2 separate regions of the Danio rerio genome follow, and region 1 is linked to region 2. A link is a contact called in public Micro-C data. All regions are on one chromosome and are shown on one strand. Each heading gives the region's core, a stretch centred on a gene start, on an enhancer-like site or on the middle of the called end of the contact. The rest is flanking DNA. Distances are from core to core; before and after follow the strand shown.

Evidence for each region. A called contact is a pair of places that touch in the nucleus more often than the background predicts.
Region 1: a Micro-C map of caudal fin shows a contact between it and region 2, with 2.4 times the contacts expected there. The contact joins the enhancer-like site here to the promoter of nebl in region 2. A contact is called at or near these places in 2 of 18 Hi-C or Micro-C datasets (caudal fin and skeletal muscle).

The regions. Positions count from the first base shown.
Region 1 is chr2:24,362,599-24,367,983 of GRCz12tu, forward strand. The region is part of intron 6 of pip4k2ab (phosphatidylinositol-5-phosphate 4-kinase, type II, alpha b); the gene reads left to right. Among named protein-coding and RNA genes, the nearest start is that of bmi1b, 28 kb to the right of the region's middle. Within about 2 kb of position 3,238, at least 1 of the 62 cell types and tissues checked has an H3K27ac peak or open chromatin away from gene starts, as enhancers often do. A contact at or near this core is called in caudal fin, where this site is marked.
Region 2 is chr2:24,301,976-24,307,550 of GRCz12tu, forward strand. nebl (nebulette) reads right to left here and starts at 3,313. Exons shown (of 7, transcript NM_001013571.2): 1 at 3,070-3,313; 2 at 2,862-2,956; 3 at 2,442-2,526; 4 at 1,740-1,847; 5 at 994-1,171; 6 at 249-367. The coding sequence starts at 3,138.

The DNA.
Region 1 (5,385 bases), core at 1,988-4,487, 61 kb after region 2:
GTTGTACAACAGCCATGTTATCAATCAACTTCAAATCACTCTGTACATTTTGTGTGATTCTTCTGAAGCATGTTTTGTGGGCTATTTCCATCTTTTTTAATTCCTCCATTGTGCTTTCTTAAAGGGTTAGTTCACGCAAAAAATAAAACTTCTGTCATCATTTACTCTGCCTACACTTTCTCCAAACTTGTTTCACTTGCTGTATTCTGTTGAACACAAAGGAAGGAGTTTTGAATGTTTGAAAGTAGTAGCCATTAGCTGTTTCCATCCACCTATATTTGTGGGCTTTTTGCACTATTGCATAAAAATATGCTTAATGGAAATGCCATTGACATTTTGAAAAGGTTCATGAAACTACAATGGATACACTCCATGCTCACGAACTACGATGGCTACACATTTATTGAATAAATTCCAACATGCGAATGCAACATCAAACAAGGTGTTGTAAAGGGGTGGTCCAGAGTGTATTTTTAAGGCTTGGTTGTGTTTATAAGATGCAAAGCGATGTGTGCTCATGCTTCATTTATAGAAAATCATGTTATTTGTTCATATGTCTTACTTTAATCATATACAGCTACTCAGCTAACATGAAAATGCATGTCATATTTCCTAGTTCCTCAGAAAGGCCCACCCTCAAGAAGCTCTGATTGGTCAGCTAACATAATGTGCTTTGATCGGCTCCACATCACCATGAAGAGCATCATGCCTCTACAAGCAGCGCAGTCTTTGCTAAGCTAACTTATGATGTTGTTTATGTTTACATAGCAACATTACACATCAACTAAAGTTTAAAATAGGATATCGTAGTGGACCACCCCTTTAACAGATCATGATAACAAAAATAGGCTCAATGGAATGGCAATACTGGTTAAACCAATAGACAGACCACATTGTACAGCATCTAAAATGTTGTTTTTGGTAATTCTAAAATCCCTTAGCCAAAGTCCATCATCAAAGTGGTTTGTTGTTAAGTGTTTGTGCTTCCAACGATCCTTTCAGGGAGAAGTAATTTATTATGTGTGAAACATGGCTCACGGTAACTTCTATCACAGCAAACCCCTTTTTTCTTTTCGATGTTTAGTGCAGGTTTATCAGGAAGTGATGATTTAGTTTACTTTGACTGCATTTACACTGCAGATCTTGGTGGTCAATTTCGATTTTGTGACTGTATCCAAATTTTTTTTTTTGATGACTTGCCTACATCATCTTTTAAAAGTGACTCTGATCAGATCGTCTGCAAATTCACAGAACACGACAAAGACGCAATGACCAGGAGAAAAAAAGAGCGGTCGCTGACTAACAGCTGATAATTAAAATGTGCTGTTTTCTCTATTCCTCTATGTAATATGTTCGCAGCTTTTGACAAGCTGTTTTACTATAGTTTACAGAAAGGTTCTCATTTGTCCATCTTATTTTGATATAAAGGTTGTTTTTAAACCTTCAGGCATCTTAATGTAATGTCCATGGGGTAAATTAAGCATGTAGTGTATGCACTAGTTTTATATTAGTTTATATTACTTATGTGGTGGACATTGCACTCACTCTTGCTCTAGTTAACATGCTTAAGTACCTTTGCTATATGAGAATATAAAAGCTGTTTAAGTCCTCGTGTGTGAGATTTAAGGTTTGGGACTCTGCTGAAGTCTGTTCTGAAATTAAAGTGTCAGACTTGACGTCATTCGATAAGGTTTTTAATGACGCACGACTCGCATTGACAGGTGAAAATCTGCCGATCTACCTGCTTACACTGCAGACACGGGAACACAGATCCAATTCATATCGGATAAATTTTCACATATGAACAAGGCCTGAATCTGATTTGAGTAAATCGGAATCCATGTGATTTGTTCCTGCTTACACGTACATGGGCCATATCCGATCTGTGCCACATGGGAGAAAAAAATCGGAATTGAGTCACTTGAACAGTGCACTGTAAATGCGGCCTTTAACTCAATGGTTGGAAACTGCTTTATTTGCAAATGTCTAGTGTGATATTGCAGTTTTGCACATACATCTATTTAGAGTCTTTTGATGAAAACATTGATATTGACTTTCTTGATCAATTAGTTTGGCTTCGAGTTGACCGAGCAGTTTGATTATCTTCGTGATTACATCCTCCTGTAGTTTGCATTCAGTCCTCCATTGCTGTTATCCGCTCCTCCATTTCGTCAAGTCTCCAATTAGTTTTGTTGATGTCCGCTTTTAGCTCTTGGAATTGTTTCTTGCTATCTCTCTATTTCTTTGAATATTGTGTTTAGATTAACCTCAATATCTTCCTGGCACTCTCTGTGTTATTAGATTGCTGTTTTTCATGTGGAAGGTTGCTTGTTTGAGTCCCGACTGGGCCAGTTGCCATTTCTGCGTGGAGTTTGAATGTGCATGTTCTCCCCTTGTTCACATGTGCTATACAGTCGGTCAATTGGGTAAACAAAACTGGCCATAGTGTATGAGTGAGTGTGTGAATGTGGGAGTGTGTGGGTTTTTCCCAGTATTGGTTGCGGCTCGAAGGGCATACGCTGAGGAAACCATATGCAAGAATACTTTTCAGTTCATTTCGCTGTGGCAATCCCTAAAAAATAAGGGACTAAGCCGAAGGAAAATGAATGAATAAATAAATGTTTTCCATATTGTGTGCTATTTTCTTTTTGTTTTGTATCTATTTTGTCATAGCCATCGACTTCCTCCTAGAAACTAATAATTGTACCTTAAAAGTAATTACTCTTTGCTTTGCTCTTTTTAATCTTGTTGTCGGGAGCTAAAGTTATCACGCTGCCATCTTGTTCTCGCCAAAACCAGACGTCCAAATATTGACTTTCATATTAATATTTTTTCCTACTATGTATGTTGATGGCTACCAGTTTCCAAAATTCTTTAAAATATCATCTTTTGTGTTCAACAGAAGAACAAAAATCTCTTGAGGGTGAATAAATGGTTTGTATGTTTTCATTTTTGTGTGAACTAGCCCTTAAACATGTAATAAAATGAAGCTACAGAGTTTATCTAGAAAGTTCTGGTCACCTCCACGTGATTTGTGAAGCTGCCTGCATCTGACCTTCCTTCTCCCTGCAGCCACGTCCACCTGAAGAGGCTCCGTCCAAATCACGCATGAGCCAAAAGCTACAAACCATCCGGATCGCCACACGCTTTTACTGCGCCATAAGACACGTAAGGGCTCGACTGCAAAAGAACTGTGCCTATTGCTCTGTGTTCTTCTTCAACATGCATCACCCCACATTTTGCCTCAGGAAAGCAGCGTTCCCTCCGGATGCCTCAAGGGACTGTAAACTCAAGCACAGTTCCTTCTGTTCCAGAGATAAAATCTTGCCTGCTCCTTCAACGGTCTTGGCTGGAATTATGAAAACAACGGAAGACCAGTGTGTCGATGTTTAAGTGTTGTGCTGAGCAATAGTGGTTAATATACAGCTTTGAAAAAATTAAGAGACCATTTGAAAATTCTCCATTTGATTGAAACTTCGGGTTATTGGACCCAATACAGTTTTTTTTTTTTTAACTCTTGATTTTAAAATCTCGGGATTGTGTTGTAAATAATAATAATAGTAATAATAACAACATCAATAATAAAAATAACTTGTTTGAGAACATTTGGTTATTTTATGCAGATATTTGGGCCAAAAAAAAGACAAAGCATTTTAGAAAAAAGCATTTAGTACAGGGTACTCACAGATTATAGAGTTCATGGAATATTATAACATTTTAAAAGGTCCATTCCAGATATTGAAAGCCAAATACATTTTATTTTCTATGGAATATCAGATATTTCTATATGTTGTTTTAAATTTAAATGTCTATTTTCCGGTTCTATTTTATTACTTTCACACTCATCAACTTGAAGCCACTTAAGTCAAATACAGTTACTAGAATGTACTAGTAAACAAAGCCTAACTTGTCAGATTAATGTCAGTTTTAAGAGTATTGGCTCCGAAACTCACTTCAAAAAACTGCTTTTTAAAAAATAGATGCCAGAAAAGCTAAATATAATGTTTGTAAAACTACTATTGAGCTATCAAACGTGGTAAATTATCCAGTGTTGTTCCCATAGCGGCTATTAAAGTCATGTAAAATATAGTCAAGTTTAAACCTTTAAATATATTTTAACATATTATTAAACAAAATTGTATTAGTATTGTATAAACACAAAAGCAGCCTGTTTTCATGTTCATTAGATGTCAGGAAATTAGATTTTTGGGTTAAAATGGGAATCTTGTCGGTATTTTACAGAATAACACAAAAATGACGTTTTACTTAAACGCGTAGCTTTATTTAAATTAAGAGAAGGGTTTCAGATCTTTATAGATCATACAGATCAGATCATATTTATATCAATGCTAACTTAGTGAAATCAATATCTGCTGGAATGACTCTGATTTTCAAAAAAGAAAAAAAAACTTTTTAAAATGTAAAACATATTAACTCAAAAATTAACATTCTGCCATGATTTACTGATCCTCAACTTTTTCCAAACCTGTTTGATTTTCTTTCTTCTTTTTAATGCAAAGGAAAATATGCTCAGTATAGCCACTGACTTCCACAGTATTGTTGTTACTATGAATGACAATGGCTAGTTTTTCCAGCATTCTTCAGAAAATCTTGTATTTTGTGTTCTCCAAAAAAATAACAATTCATATTCACTTGAGTATGAGTAAATGAAAGGAATTATTTTTTATTTTTTTTTATCTTCAACATTGTACTTGGCCATACCTGTTAAATCCACTTAATTATCTAGCAGTCTCCTAATATATTGCATAGCTGTATGTACCTTCCTATGTTCTTCTCTGTGTTTTTTTCATTTGGATGGAAGTCTCATGAAGTCAATGGAAATCTGATTAAGTTATAAGTGTTTAAATATCAGCAATCTAATCTTTTGTCAGGACTTATAAACTAAAGATGAAAATATCCATCTTAACATTTTTATACAATTTTGTGTTTTATGTTATGCTTGGGAAATATTTTACAAGTTTAAAGGGCCTTCATGTCAGAATCTTTATAAATTGAAGTAAATGAAAATTGAAATATTAATTGAATGAAAATTGAAACAAAAAACTGAAAATCATGTTATTAATTACCCACCTTCATGTCATTCCAATCCCCTAACACTTTAATTTATCTTCGGAATACAAAGTGAGATATTTTGGAAACACTTTAGTTTAAGTCACAGTTCAGGGTATTGGCAAACTATTAACTGACACTACTAGCTTAAAAAACAACGAATTAGCTGTTTATTAATTTAAGTTATAAGGATTAGGGATGCAGAATAAGATCATACTTTATAAAAAATAATATGGCTGGTGATTAATCGAAAAGTAAAAGAAATTGACTTTTAGAACCTATAATCGATCTAATATTTCCAGATCAATTTTTTCA
Region 2 (5,575 bases), core at 2,063-4,562:
TCCCATAGACTACGGCCGATTTAGTTTATTCAATTTACATATAGCGCATGTCTTTGGACTGTGGGGAAAACCAGTGCACCTGAAGGAAACCCATTCAAACACGGGGAGAACATGCAAACCTCACACAGAAATGCCAAATGGCCCAGCTGGGAACCAGCGAACTTCTTGCTGTGAGGCGACCACTGAGCCAACAAGATGTAATTTATCACTAATCTGTAATTTAAAAGAAACGTGAGGAATGGACTCACCATGCTCATCTGCTGGGACCTCAGCTGCATTGACCTCAGTGAATGCATACTGGTCTGATGCATATAGCTGTGGCCATGGCTGTGACTGTTGGGATAGTATGCACCAGGAAGAACAGGTGCTAAAAAAGAATAGTATAGTGTGCTGTTTTAGTTGCTGTTTATCCTTTGTGCCTGCGTTTCAAATTATGATATGCACTTCTGATTTGGGTAACTTCCACTGAAACAGATCAATTTAAATAATAAGAATGTGCTACAGATAATCCATATACATATTGAAAACTGAGTGAGAGATACGTTTGACTTTGTGCTTTATTTTTATCCATTGTGAAAACGTGACATTATTATCACAATCATAACTGTTACATATACATTACAATACAGTAGTATTCAAAGACTTGTTTTGGGTTTGTTTATGGTCTGCTGAAATAATTTGTTCATTTTTATAAGCGTTAATTTGATCTAATTAACTTTTTGTTAACAGCTTAACAGAGTTATCCCTAATTCATTGTTCTGAATGATTTTAAGATGATGAGCTTTAGAAGTTTTAGCATTCCATAGCAAACAGTATGTGTGTAACGTTTGTGTTTTTTTATTAAAAAGTGTTAATGTAAAAAAACTTTAAAAAACAACCCATAATGTAAATAAGTTGACATTTAATAAGATTATGTCAATAGCTCAATTTTGACAAAAATGTCAGATAGAACCTGACAATTCTAAGGTGACGATGTGTGAGTAGAGAACTTACCCACGATAACACCAGGTCTTCGGTCCATCTCCATAATGTACTGATGTACAGCCTTGTGTGTGCTGTTAGCCACAGTTTCATTGTTCGGCGTCATCTGAGATCGCACCGCGTACGTCCCACGCATTCCCTGAGTGACCCCTTGCAGACCTGACACCTCAAAGTCCTTATGATATTTCGCCTGTAAAAAGAAGAGAGACGCCACACGTTTCGTGCACATGTTAGTATGATTTCTGAAGGATTAATGCTGTTGAAATTGAATACATTTCAGTTTATGTTACAGTATTCACATGTAATATTTAACAATATTAGTCTTTCTACTCTTGGGAAGACCATCATTGTCATTGTGCTTGGAAGAATATTGTTTTACAATATTATTTTGAAAATATGAAGTGTGTATGACATTACTCGCTTTTCTAGTATTGTATTGTGATAAATCAAGTTGTTTATTATTCATTAATGTAATTTATGTATCAGTTTTTATCTTAATATTTATTATTTTACATTTTTATATATTTATATTATGTTTATTTGCATAATTTTTATGCTTTTTCTCCAGACTTTCCTCAGATCCCTAAAACTTGTGGCCCTCTGTGGGTCCCTGCTCCAGTTTGAATACCTAAAAACCACAGCTAACTAATTAAACATAAATTAAATAAGTAATTAAATGTTCATTTTATCCCCCCACCCCCACCCCCCAACACTTCCATTTAGCTACATCTTTTTTTTTCCTGAATTATTAAGCATACATTACTGATCTGATCCTGGGCCTTCCTCAGTCTCTGTAGCTCAGGAGTATCCAGGACAAATTTGAGGCCCCGTCCCTTGCTCTGTTCAAAATCCTTCCTGTATTTCACCTGAAAAAAAAAGAAAAACATTTCATCACTTGGCTGATATGGTTTTTCAGCTTAAAGTATCACGATGAAATTAAGTTTATTTTAAGATATCTATTTTTTATGTGGATTGCAGCCTTGGTGAGCATAAAGCAGTCTTAAAGAAACACTAAATATGAGAAGTAGTTCCTGCAATAGGTACAATGTTGTGTAGTCAAGTGCGCAAAACATTTTTGAAGCATGCTGACCGATCCTTAAGAAAAATAGTTTTTTTTGTCATCATGCCAGCATTAGGTCGGCTTCAGAATGGACTTGGCAGCATCTTTTGTGATGCCAGGTGGAGACACCAAGGGGATCAGCCAGTGCACCACAGAGCCGACAGCTGCCTTGCTTTTCTCCATGCTGACCTCAAAGTATCACACCCAGTCCCTCTCTGGCAAACAAAACACTCGCTCGGATAAAAACAAGAGCAATTGTCTCACGATTTTCCCCTTAAAATGTCTATACCAGCAACAAATAACATTCCTACCCGGGATATGCCAACTTCAAATTTTAAAGATTATTCTCAAAATATTCCTTCATCATGTGGTTGCAATGTGTGTGAAGAAGTGATCTTACCTGACTTTGGAGCTCACTTTGCTGTCTCAGTCGAAGGTTTTCAGGAGTGTCTGCCACTATAGTAAAGGTCTGTTTTGGGTAGTGCCTTTATGGAGAAAGGAGATGAGACATTAAACACAAGGTTTTTGCAGCAAAGAACCAATTTTAGTTTCCCACAGAACCTTTGTTAACCTAGCATAAAAATTTATTTGACATTTATATAATCTAAAATTATCATTTACACAATGTTTTGCAGCATGAAAATGTGCCATTGTTATAAAAGGCTGTATGTGGAACCATCAATGTCAATAATTATAGTGTATTCAAGTGAAAATAAAAAACATTGCAGGTTATAGGTAGGCTAAAACAGTGTCAACAATTTCCATTAGACAGAAAATTCCAACAAACATAATTAATAAACTACAATGTTTGTCAACATACGCGTTGCAGTAGGGCTTCTTCTCATATCCCTTGTAGTTGTTCATGTTGAGAGTCATTTTACACACCTCACAATGGAAGCATCCTTTGTGCCAATACTGTAAAACAGTGAAAGCTTAATCCAACGAGTTATCATATATGATAGGGATAGATGTTTATAAAATATTGGGATACACATCACTTAATATGTTTTTAAGAAAAGAGAATGTACCTTATCCAGGCAGTTCACTTTCTCTGTTGCGTAGACGATTTTTCCACAGCGCGCGCAATGAGGGTTCATTTTGAAGCCGTTGCGACGGTCTGGGAAAATAGCATAACTTCTCCGACAACTCCGATAATCCAGAAGCTGTTGCTTAATTTCAAAGGTATGTCAGATTTGTTGCAGCATGTGGCGAGTTTATGTCGCAGAGCTTTAAATTCGCGCGTGTTTATCAGCGTGCGGCTGCTCTCGCAGTGAGGAAACTGGAGCAAAGATGCGTGAGATTTGAACAAACATCTCCCACTGAGACTGTTGGAGGAGCCTTCAAACAATGACCACGGGGAACTGGCGGTCCTGTAGACGCTGTGTGAGTCAAAATGAGTCACATTAATTATTATTAATACAAAAAAAACGTGTGATAGTGCCACGTTTAATTTTGTAATTATGTATTTTAAAGCCTGATAAAATGCTTTAGTTGATCTTTGTTAATGAGTTTTGGTCATCAAAACTTTTCTGCTGACACGTGAATATTGCAGCTAGATGATTCTTCATTTACGTAATATTGAGTACCTGTCAGGAGTCATTGAGAATAATGGCATCCTAATGCCTAAAGAGGGCAGCAGAACACAGACAGACTAGCATTTGGGAGAACACTAGGAATAGTTTTTTTGCCATTTCAAATGTTTGATCGGATTGACTGGTGGTTGTCTCTATCATCTAGTATCTAAAATTGATAATATAGTTTTTTTCTGTAGCAGTATTAATGATTTTCTTCATACAGTGCTCCATTCCTGCATGTTGAAAGTCAAAAATTTACCATTAATTCATTCATTTTTCTTCGGCTTAGTCCCTTTGTTCATCAGGGGTGACCACAGTAGAATGAACTGTCAACTATTCCAGCATACGTTTTTCACAGCAGATGCCCTTCCAGCTGCAACCCAGTACTGGGAAACATCCATGCACACTCCACAAACATACACTATGGCCAATTTAGCTTATTCAATTCACAGATAGCGCATGTCTTTGGACTGTGGGGGAAAGCGGAGTACCCGGAGAGACCCACACGAACACAGGGAGAACATGCAAACTACACACAGAAATGCCAACTAACCCAGCCAGAACTTGAACCAGCAACCTTCTTGATGTTCGGCGACAGTGCTAACCACCACTGTGTCCAAAAAATTGACCATTTGTTTAAATAAAAATGTAAAAGGTTGAAAGATAAAAGTCTCTTTCTTGCTAGTTTGACAAATTTCAATATGGTTTCCATTCGCAGCATCACAGTACTGAAACTGCTTTAATAAAGGTTATCAATGATCTCTTACCATTCTCCTGTTACTCGGCCTCAGCTCAGCATTTGATACGGTCTGTCAATAGTTACTGCTGTCCTGCCAGATGTCCTATAGGTGCTGCATTATCTTGGTTCTATCTTACTGAAGGGCAATACTACATATGCACAATTATACTGCTCTACTTTGACAGGGTGTTCCCCAGGGCTCTGTACTATAGGCCCATTAATGTTTATTAGGACGCCTCTTGAATATATTATTTATCATCATGGTTTACATTGTCATGCTGATGATAATCAGATTTATACAACAGTTCTGTCTGGTTCTTGAATCTGATTGGCTGATATTCTGCAATAACAGCCTCCTCACCCTCGTGTATTATTCCTCCCATATAGAGTGCCAGCAGATCAATAAACTCACAACAGTTTGACAAATATTGCAGCTGTTGGACAACATAATGCACTTTTGAGGCTTTTTAGGCAAGATTGTAGTTGTTTAGATTGCCACTATGCAGTTTATTTATAAGGATAGTGCCTATATTAAATATTTAATCCATCAGTCCATCAGCCTGTCATATTGAGCAAAGACGATTAGCGTTCCACCACAAGATGGCGACAGAGACCGCATAATAACCCCCTAAAGGAGGAAAATAGTGTCAGTAATAGTAATGTTAAACTACAGCTGATTAAATCGTTATTAAACTGATAAGTGACTTTCTAAGTCGATCGCTCTCTTTTGTATGTTGTAGTCAGTGTTGGGCAGTACAATTAGTGACGCTTCTAGCCTAACTACATTTCTCAGTAGCGTGGAGGTAGCATCGCTACTTTCTAAATCAAATAGCTATTGAGTAGGGAAGCTATTTTTTGTCAAGTAGCGAAGTAGCGTCCACAAAATACATTTACCCATCATGGATCAATAAGTGATGGCACCTACATTCACTGAGCTGTGAGGCCGGTGTCTAGCTGATCCATATGATGGAGAGAATGACTCCTACCTGTTTTTCGGTGGTCGACAACAAACTTTTTGATGTGTTACTGCCACCTCTTGGTCTGGTCGCTGACATTGCCAACAAATTAGGCTAACACGAGAAATTTGCTTGATGGAAAGATGACAGAGGGAGAGAGATACATTTTCAAGTAGCTCAAAGGTGCAGTAGGTGATCTGCCAAAATGCTAATCGGTTAGCATATTAGCTTTGGACGGGAGGGGAGGGAATGTTTCAAAGCTATG